Linked DNA regions of Ovis canadensis: region 2 is linked to region 1. A link is a contact called in public Hi-C data. All regions are on one chromosome and are shown on one strand. The core of a region is the stretch at or near the end of the contact, and the rest is flanking DNA. Distances in the headings are between cores, read along the strand shown. Region 1 holds the start of RND3 (Rho family GTPase 3). Region 2 holds the start of MMADHC (metabolism of cobalamin associated D).

Region 1 (4,871 bases), core at 1,775-4,274:
TGGCATATTGTTACTGTTGTTTACGTGCTAAGTCCTGTTCGACCCTTTTTGCTACCCCATGGACTGCAGCGCGCCAGGATCCTCTGTCTATGGGATTTCCCAGGCAAGAATAGTGAAATGGGTTGGGTTGCTATTTCCTTCTCCAGAGGATCTTCCTGACCCAGGGATTGAACCCATGTCTCCTGCATTGGCAGGTAGATTCCACTGAGCTACCAGGGAAGCTCATCTGGCATACAGCAGGTGCTTAATAAATATCTGTTGAACTAAATGCTAAGTGAATTTTTAAAAAATATTGAGTATCTACTACACACTGAATAATAGAGACTCAAAGTTAAGGCAAGGAAAGAAATCTTACCCTAAAGAAATTTGAAGCCTGGTGACTTCAGGCAATTGGGTTTCTACTCAATTACACAGCCGCTAAATTGCACTCAGCAACTCACAGATTCCTAGAAATTCAGGTCACCTGATTTCCAAAATTGGTCTATGATTTCAGATTATTCATTAAATTGATTAGGTCTCTCATTTTGCCTGGGCCAGATCCTATTTACAGCTGTTGTTCTGACCATCAGTGGTACCTCCTTTTGCTCTCAAAATTGTCCCAGCATATATGATGAATTACATGGTCATCTTACTGTCAGCCAAGTACTAATAATTCATAACTTATTGTTAGTTAGAGAAGTTTAACTACATAAACTTCATCAGTTCAGAAATGTGAAAGGTCAAATCATATCTCCAGAAAGAAGCAACTTCCTAAGTTAAAACTCTGAGAAAAAAAGGTGAGGTGTGAATCTATTCTCTTATCATCAATTAGTCAGTCCATTAACAAGGCCAGAATTTCCCAATATATGTTCAACAATTCTGAGAAGTGCAACTAAGAGTTACATGTGACAAATAAAGTAAGGGCAAAGATTCTTTATTGTACCAGTAACTACCCTGCAAACTTCACTTGCATTTCCTCATCATTACTATTGGGATTTTACAGATGATGAAATTAAGGCTTTGAGAGATTAAGTAACTCATCCAAGGTCACACAGATACACTTCTTTATGTTTTCCTGCTCCCAATCACTATGTTCATTATTTCCCAAGCAAGTAAATATTTTGATAATTTGGGGGGATGCTGGGTTAAACTCTGTTAGGCAGGCTACTTTTCTACAGAGCCTCTTACTGTTGTAATATATCAAAGGGCATGGTATGTCTTCAAGGAGTGATACAGGCATAGTGTCTCCATCACTCACTGGGACATAAGACCCTTTTTGTGAGGACCCTTTCTGCAGAGCAGACTTTGGCTAGTACTGCTTTAGGAACCTGAGCAGGGCCAGCAATCCCTTTTTCCGTAGGTCAGTTCTCTGTGTATATGAACACAGCCTTACACTCAGACTGAGTCTGAGTCAGTCTTCCTTTGGGGAGCTCCAGTTTTCTTTGCTCTGAAATGAAGAAGAGACAATCCTTAGATCCCTGAGGCTTCATGGTCCTAGGGTTGATACTTACATCTGTGCTTTTAACCATCTTTCATTGTGCCTTTTCACTCCCCATACTGAACTTTCTGGTTTTTCACCTTATCCTCTCATTTACAAATCTAGAAATGTCCATCGGGAAACCTATACTTTTTTTTTGGCTAATGTCCTTAGTACAATTTAATAGCTAAAACCTCTGCAAATTTTGTCGGTTGTAACAACATGGATGGACTTGGAGGACACTGTACTAAGTGAAGTAAGTCGGAGAGAAAGACAAATGTTGTATGATATCACTTATATAAGAAACCTAAAAAATAAACTGGTGAATGTAACAAAAGAAACAGACTCAAAGATATAGAGAACAAACTAGTGGTTACCAGGGGGAAGAGGGAATTGGGAGGAGCAAGATAGGGTTAGAGCATTAAGAGATACCAGCAACTATGTATAAACTGAATAAGCTACAAGAATACATTGTACAGCACAGGGAAGATAGTCAATATTTTATAATAACTATAAATGGTGCATAATCTTCAAAAATTGTGAATCTTTATGTTGTACACCTGAAATTTATATGATATTCTAAATCAGCTATACCTCAATTAAAAAATTGTAAAAATAGGTGAAACCTTCTGATCACTTGGAGCACAGGAAATGATGACTAAAGAAGGACTTTTAGAGGGAAGAGAGAACAAATATATGGCTATTTTTAGTCCTCTTAGACTTTCAGGTGGGGGTGGGGGTGGGGGTGGATGTTGAGGCAGTGGAAAGGGAGTGGTGGGTTGTACCTGCATTTTTCAGCTAAGCATATACGCATTTTCCGGGCCAGTCAAGGGTGCTTTGGTTTTAGGGAAGGGGAGACTGCTTATAAAGGAATTAAAGGGCAGGGTCAGAATCCCTCCTATCCCCTCTTCTCACTGAAACAGGGGCAACCGCTAACCTTGCATGCTTAGGTCCCTAGTGTAGTAGGATTGAGTTTTCCAATGGCTTTTGTTACTCAGCTATGATCATCTTCCACTTTTTTTTTTCTTCTACTCACAAACCTCCCCTCCCCTCTCTTCCAAACCTTTCCCTCTCCTCCTGAGTCACTGAAACAGAGGTTTCCAAAGCCAGTCTGTTGCTGTGACCCCAGCAAGCCAGTTCCGGCATCTCAAACAACCTGGCTTAGCTATTGTTCCGTGGCCTAAATACCTGATGCAAAACATTTCCTAAGAAAATACAAGCATTTAACCCTTCCCCACCCAAGATTTGCTTTCCGTGTTTCATAACGATGTTTTGGGTAAGAAATGCTTTTGTTTTCATAAATGCTCACGAAGCTTCCGTAGAGCAGCCCCCATGAAAACGTTTATCCAGAAATTCTAATAAAAATCAATATGCACAGACAATTCCATTCCCCACTTCTTCCTGGACTTGTACAGTCCCAATCTTCAGCACAGCGTCACTGGGGTCCTCTAGTCGTCGCCGAGCTTTGGGCTGGAAATCGTTCCCGCATGATCACCCTAGAGGGCGCACTGTCTACATTTTCTGCAAGTAACTAGACGGCGCTGTCTCCCAGGCTCCATAAAAGGGGAGGAGGCGGATCAGTTTCCTTCTCTCATTGAGAAAGAGGATTGGAAGGCCGGGCGTATAAAGCCGCGCAGAGAGCGTGAAACAAAGCAGTCGGATCGGAATTGGACTTGGGAAGCGCCGTTTGGAGTCAGGCATAAAACTTGTTGGAGGAGAGTAACGAGCCTGCTCCTCTAGCTCTCCTCGTCCGCGCGGCGCCTCAGGGGTTCCCACCACCCTTGCGGTTTATTTTTATATCTGCTTTTTAATAGAGAAAGAAATATATATATATATTTTTTTTCCTCTTAAGTGAAAATTCCTGTTTCAAGAGAAAATAAGACAAGATCAATGAAGGAGAGAAGAGCCAGCCAGAAATTATCCAGTAAATCTATCATGGATCCTAATCAGAACGTGAAATGCAAGATAGTAGTGGTGGGAGACAGTCAGTGTGGGAAAACCGCGCTACTCCACGTCTTCGCCAAAGACTGCTTCCCCGAAGTGAGTGTGGCCGGCTGGGGCTGCGGGCGGGCGGCAGGGAAGGGATCCCCGTCTCGAGGTGGGTTTCCCTGGCTTTCACCCTTCACCCGGTTCTCTCTCTCTTTCTTTCTTTCTTTTTTTTTTCAGCCGTCTTTCTCATTGCTTATTACTTTCGCCCCGGTTAGTTGCCAGGAAAGGAAAAGTGGGGTGGAAGCGTGGAGGGGTTGGGATGCGCTTGCACATTCTCCTGTTAGCTTCTGAAACTTGTTCGGTCATGTGTGCAGAATCTGGGATTGGGAGATTCAGATCCTCCACTTTTGGAGAATCCGGGTGGGGTGAGAGGGAACTTAGGGCTTTCGGAAAGGATCTGCGTGTTTAGTGTGAGATGTGGTGCGTGTGGATTTGAGGGGGGGGGGGGTCTTCGTTTTTTAATGGGAGAGTAAAGAGACTATTTTCAGAGGGTGTTCTGCAGCTGTCGTGCATTTTAAGATAACCTCTTTGCCCTCTTTACTTCTGTCCATTTTATCCAGAATTACGTCCCTACAGTGTTTGAGAATTACACGGCCAGTTTTGAAATCGACACACAAAGAATAGAGTTGAGCCTGTGGGACACTTCGGGTAAGAGAGTCATCTGACCGCGTGGCGCTCGGGCGGGTTTCCAGGCGTTCAGGGGGTGCGCAAAGGGTCTCGGGGCCCCGCGTTTCTGGCACGCTCTCGGCGCCCGCCAGCGCCCGTTCTGCGTTCCTCCGTTAACTTTGCTTCTTACGAGGGATTCCCTGATATATGAAAATTTTGCCCCTTCTGAATGGGGGTGGGGGGACGATATTGGGTCGGGCAATAGCTGTGGGAAGAAAAGGAAGCTCCGTGCCCGAAGGGTCACCCCGGGATGTAAAATGCTTGTAGCCGGGTGTCCGGGGAGCGGTTGGCCCGCGGAGCTGTGCCCGAGTCCTCTCGGGGCGGCCAGGGTAGCTAAATGTTAGGGGGATGTGTGCGCCTTGTCGGTATCAACTGGCTCTAGGATGCGAGCGCCCCTCCAGGATCTAACCTGCTGCTTGGCTGGTAGACTGGGAGCACTCAGAGGGTGGTGGCCAGTGGAAGAAAACCCCCGAAGCCACGCACTTACGTGCGGATTCCGCGCTTGCGGAGAGAGTAGGGGGCGCGCAAGCACCCGCAGCGCTCGTGACGCCTACTGCCAGGAATGCGCTGGCTGCGCGGGCAGCACCCGGCGGGGGTCCCCGGGCCTCCTCTCCTAGCTGCCCGCCGCCCGCGCCGCCTCGGTGCCGACCTGCAGCTCTGAGCTCCCCCGCCCCCGTGATCACTTGGTGTCCTCCGGCCCACGCCATTCCCTCCTACCCATTGCATCACCCCTCTCCAGTGTGCGAGGCTGCGGGCTGCC
Region 2 (4,871 bases), core at 867-3,366, 830 kb after region 1:
AAAGCAACTCGAGTCACCAAGAATCCTAAGTCAAAAATGTAGGAACCATCTTCAATGTGTCCTTTACCTTGTCTGCAACCAATGGACAGCTACACAGTCCTGATTCCTCAACTTTGCCCCCGCCCTTAATTCAGGGTGTCATGTTCTTTCTCATGGGCACAGCAATAGTCTCTTAACCACTTGCTCCAGGTCCAATTCCACATTCTTCCAACCTATCCTGTATACTGAAGCCCAAGGATCTTCCCAAGACACATATCTGATAATGCCATGATGGCTTAAATTTGCCCAGTAATCCGTCGCTTCCAGGATTACATCTACCTTAATAGTTCCCTGAAGACTGACTATGATCTGGCCCCTGTCTACCTCCAACTCAATCATTTGATTATTTGTGGATATCCTCAACTGCCCATAGTGTTTTGGATTCTGTATCTCTGTCCACACTGCTTCCTTTGACTGAAGGTCCTCACCCCTGTAATGTCTTTTCTTGGCATTCATACAAACAACTACTTATCTTTCAAAATGCTGATCAAGCATCACCTACTCTATGAAGTTACTCCTGACAGCCTCCTGCCATACTGCTGTTCACTCCCACCTCCATCTGACAGGTGATTTTCTATCCTGGCAAAAATGAATAGCATATGGTTCCCAGTCTCAAAAAGCTTATAATCATCATTCAACCAAAAATCATGTTATATAACCTGGACTAGTAAGCTGACTTGAAGGTGAAATGATCAGGAATGAAAAAAGAATGAGTTGTAAGTAACTCAAATACTCAGCTCACTGGGGTGTGTGTGCTCAGCTCACTGGTGTGTGTGTGTGTCTGTGTGTGCATGCGCATGCTACATGTGTTCAGTTCAGTTTAGTTCAGTTCAGTCGCTCAGTCGTGTCTGACTCTTTGTGACTCCATGAATCACAGCACGCCAGGCCTCCCTGTCCATCACCAACTCCCATAGTTCACTCAAACTCATGTGCATTGAGTCGGTGATGCCATCCAGCCATCTCATCCTCTGTCGTCACCTTCTTCTCCTGCCCCCAACCCCTCCCAGCATCAGGGTCTTTTCCAGTGAGTCAACTCTTCGCATGAGGTGGCCAAAGTACTGGAGTTTCAGCCTCAGCATCAGTCCTTCCAATGATGTGTTAGCTACATATTAACTGATTTAATATTCATGAACTATGAGTTGCACACTATTATTACATTATTCCCATTTTAGAAGAGAGGATACTAAAAGCATAAAGAGACTAACTTGCCCAACATGACCCATCAAAAAATACCAGTATGAATAAAGTATGGACTTCAGTTAACTTTGTAAAATACAAATGACAAATTAAAATGATATACTCTTCAGTTCTAATGGAGGTGGTTGAACCTATTATACAGAGCCTATTATACAGTGTGAAGTCAGAAAGAGAAAAACAAATATCATATACTAATGCAGATATATGGAATCTAGAAAGACGGTACTGATGAAATTATTTGCAGGACAGCAGTGGACACACAGACACAGAGAACAGACTTATGGACAGGACTCAGGGGAGGTGGGGAGGAAGGAGAGGGAGGGATGGATAGACACAGTAACATGGAAACATACATTACCATATGTAAAATAGACAGCCAATGGGAATTTTCTATATGACTCAGGGATCTCAAACCTTGGCTTTGTAACAACCTAGAGAAGTGGGATGAGAAGGCAAGTGGGAGGGAGGTTCAAGAAGGAGGGGACATCGGTTATACCTATGGCTGATTCATGTTGATGTTTGGCAGAAATCAACACAGTACTGTAAAACAATTATCCTTCAATTAAAAATAAAAATTTTAAAGTGTATACTCCTTATAAATACGTCGTGGGATATATATTTATTGCGCCTATTAAAAGTCTGGCACATAAAGGGAAAAAGTGCTCTATTCTCAAAAAGTTATTTTCGAAATTTAAAAAAAAATTGATACAAAGAACAGAAAACTGTACCTCCTTTGAGCAATAAAGTCTTGGGGCAAGAGGAGGCTTTCAAATACATCGGTGAGTTAATGATCGAAATTAAATGAGTGCCGAACGCAGCTCTGGAGCCTTGACCTCCAGCCCACAAGTCCTTAGCCACACCTCACCTTTCCTCCTCGTACGTGGGGGCGGTGGACTAGCCAATGAAAGGGCGGTGCTACGTGGGCCTCCCGTGCGCGTGCGCAGCATCGGCTCGAGGATCATTCCCATCCATGCGCTCGAAAGCAACTTCTTCAGTCTGGTCACTGCCAGCGTCAGCGCTACTCCCTCTGCCGTCGCGCCGCCATTTTGAAGACGGGAAGAGTTACGGCCCTGGGACCGCTGGAGGCGGCTGTGGCGGCGGCGACTGGTACGGACGGTTTCCGCCCGCGTTAGCCCCTCCAGATCTGCCCATCTTTGGGCCACAGCTCTGGGTGTTGCCCCTATACTCACAGGGCCCCTGTCGCTGTCCCCGGTCCTGTCACTCTGTCGTTAGGATCTTTTTCGCTTCCTCAACCTTCATCTTTGCTGGAACCTTTGCTCACAGCTTGTTTAGAACCTTGATCGGTGTTAAAATACCTACTTGGAGCCTCAGGACTCCATCCTGGTGGACGGCCCCTCTTTCCTCCCCCGGATCTAGTCGGAGTTGTCTTCCGCAGACACACCGGGCGGGCTGAGAACTGCAAGGCCTCCTGTGGGCAGCGACTTGTGCCCTGTGGGGGCAGGAGGCGAATCCCGGTCTCCTGGGGTCCGGGGACAGCTTGGACTTTGGTCCTGTCGCGGAAGAAGGGACACCCAGTAGACGATGGTGGACATTACCCGAGTGATCTGTTGTTAGAGCTTAATCCGTCACCGGCCTGTTTTGTTTTGTGCTTTCCCAGGAATAACTTCACAAAAGGGAAGATAATTTTCGTCTGCCCTTTCCACCAGAAATGGCCAATGTGAGTAAATTAGTCTCTTAAGAAGCAGTACAGTAATAAATTATTTTGGGAACTCGTTAAGAAATGGAGGGGCGGGTTTAATTATAATGGCATTGATGGCATAATGTTTCTTGTACTTAGAGAATCAAAAATGTCAAGGGAAACAAGGGGTGTGAAATTAGGTCAATATGCCTTGACGGTAGCCTGAAAACAAACATGTTTCTCAATACTTTTATTTATTTATGCAAATTCCTTTTGAGAAATAAATTCAGTGCCAGCATCCTTTGGGTAATTTTAAAAGAAATTATTTTCGTAAATACTTAGAATCTATTTTTAAGCCGGTTTCTGTTTGGGTAGGTTTTGTAGCAGTTTTAGTATAGGAAGTAACCTTACAAATACTACAAAATGAGAGCAGGAGAGATTATTCTCATAGGCCAGAGGTATTTATTCACGGTAACTGTCCAGTGATTTCTTAAACGCATCGTGCCATAGGGATCATAAAACATACATGAAAACTATTACAGTAAGAGTAGAAACTAATTTTAAAAGTTACACAGAGGTACAATACAGATTCAGAGCTTTGTGGAGAGGGGAAAGTGGGGGTTTGGGTTCATTTAATCAGAGAAACATTTGAATTTTAAAAGATGGGTGAGATTATCTAAATCTCACCCAGAACGGGTATATTCAAAGATACCCCCAGCCCCCCACCCCACCCTCCTTCAGAAATCAAGAAGTCATTTCTGTCTTCTTGAATGTAAGATATGTGAAAAAGATGAGTGGGAAATAAGGTTGGATTGTGGATTTAGGATCAAGTAACAAGGGTCTTCGGAGAAGGCAGTGGCAACCCACTCCAGTACTCTTAACTGGAAAATCCCAGGGACAGGGGAGCCTGGTGGGCAGCCGTCTGTGGGGTCGCACAGAGTTGGACACGACTGGAGCGACTTAGCAACAGCAGCAGCAAGAATCTTGGGGCTTTCCCAGGTGGCTCAGTGGTACAGAATATTCCTGCAAAGCAGGAAACTCGGGTTCCATCCCCAGGTCAGGAAGATCCCCTGGAGTAAGAAATGGCAACCCACTCAAGTATTCTTGCTTAGGAAATCCAACGGACAGAGGAGCCTGTTGGGTTACAGTCCGTGGGGTCACAAAGAGTCGGATGCGACTTAGCAACTAAACCACCAGCAAAGAGTTTTGAATGATAGACTTGGTAATTTGGACTTTATTCTTTAAATTTTGGTGATTTAATTAGAGTTGTGTGTTAGGAAAACTAACATGGTAACGTAACAGTTACCCAGGATTGTATTCTTGTAGTTGAATGTGATACATCAAGTAATAATCTAATGATGAGACTGTAGGGCCAGGGGAGGATGCTTAAGTGTTCAGGTGGACAGAATGCTCTGGAAACAGGCCTTGCATTTTGGAGACATCTGGAGGAGGTTCAGTTTATCTGGATGTTCAGGAAAGAGTTGGAATTTGTCCGACCTAAGAGGAGAAGGAAAACGGCATTTTAGTGGAAGAAATCTTACGCAGTATTAAAGACAGAAATATGGAAATGTTGGGTAGGTATTTTTATGTGACTGAAAAGTGGAGTAAGAGAAGGGAAGATAAAATTAGTAAGAAATTCTGTCAGCGGTAGAAAGACCAATCAAAGAACGCACAGGTTGGATTTCAGAATACTATATGAAAGGGAAAAAGAATGATTCCAAAGTATCAATTGGCTAGACTGTTTCAGCCTCCTGGTAACTAGTTTTCATACCACCTCTCTAATCCCACTCCTTTCTCTCCTCTACCCATAGTTGTACATTCCTTAAAACATCTTTTATTTTGATCAGTTAACTCTCTTCCTCCCTGCCTACAGGTTAAAATTCTGATTTATTATCTTGTAATAGGCCCTTTCCTGTCTGTGTCACAAAATATAAAGCCTCTTATAGTTGCTCATAAGTTAAATTTCAAGCCTGTTCTTTACTGCATTACTTAACAT

What was found. Hi-C and Micro-C count contacts between places; a contact is called where the count stands out from the background.
Region 2: a Hi-C map of lung shows a contact between it and region 1, with 8 times the contacts expected there. The contact joins the promoter of MMADHC here to the promoter of RND3 in region 1. A contact is called at or near these places in 2 of 2 Hi-C or Micro-C datasets (fibroblasts and lung).

What each region holds. Positions count from the first base shown.
Region 1 is chr2:164,410,280-164,415,150 of ARS-UI_OviCan_v2, forward strand. RND3 (Rho family GTPase 3) reads left to right here and starts at 3,025. Exons shown (of 5, transcript XM_069574421.1): 1 at 3,025-3,496; 2 at 4,006-4,093. The coding sequence starts at 3,347.
Region 2 is chr2:165,237,871-165,242,741 of ARS-UI_OviCan_v2, forward strand. MMADHC (metabolism of cobalamin associated D) reads left to right here and starts at 2,117. Exons shown (of 8, transcript XM_069577605.1): 1 at 2,117-2,343; 2 at 2,855-2,914. The coding sequence starts at 2,906. It overlaps LOC138433961 (a long non-coding RNA gene), which reads right to left and starts at 2,688. Exons shown (of 3, transcript XR_011254538.1): 1 at 2,102-2,688.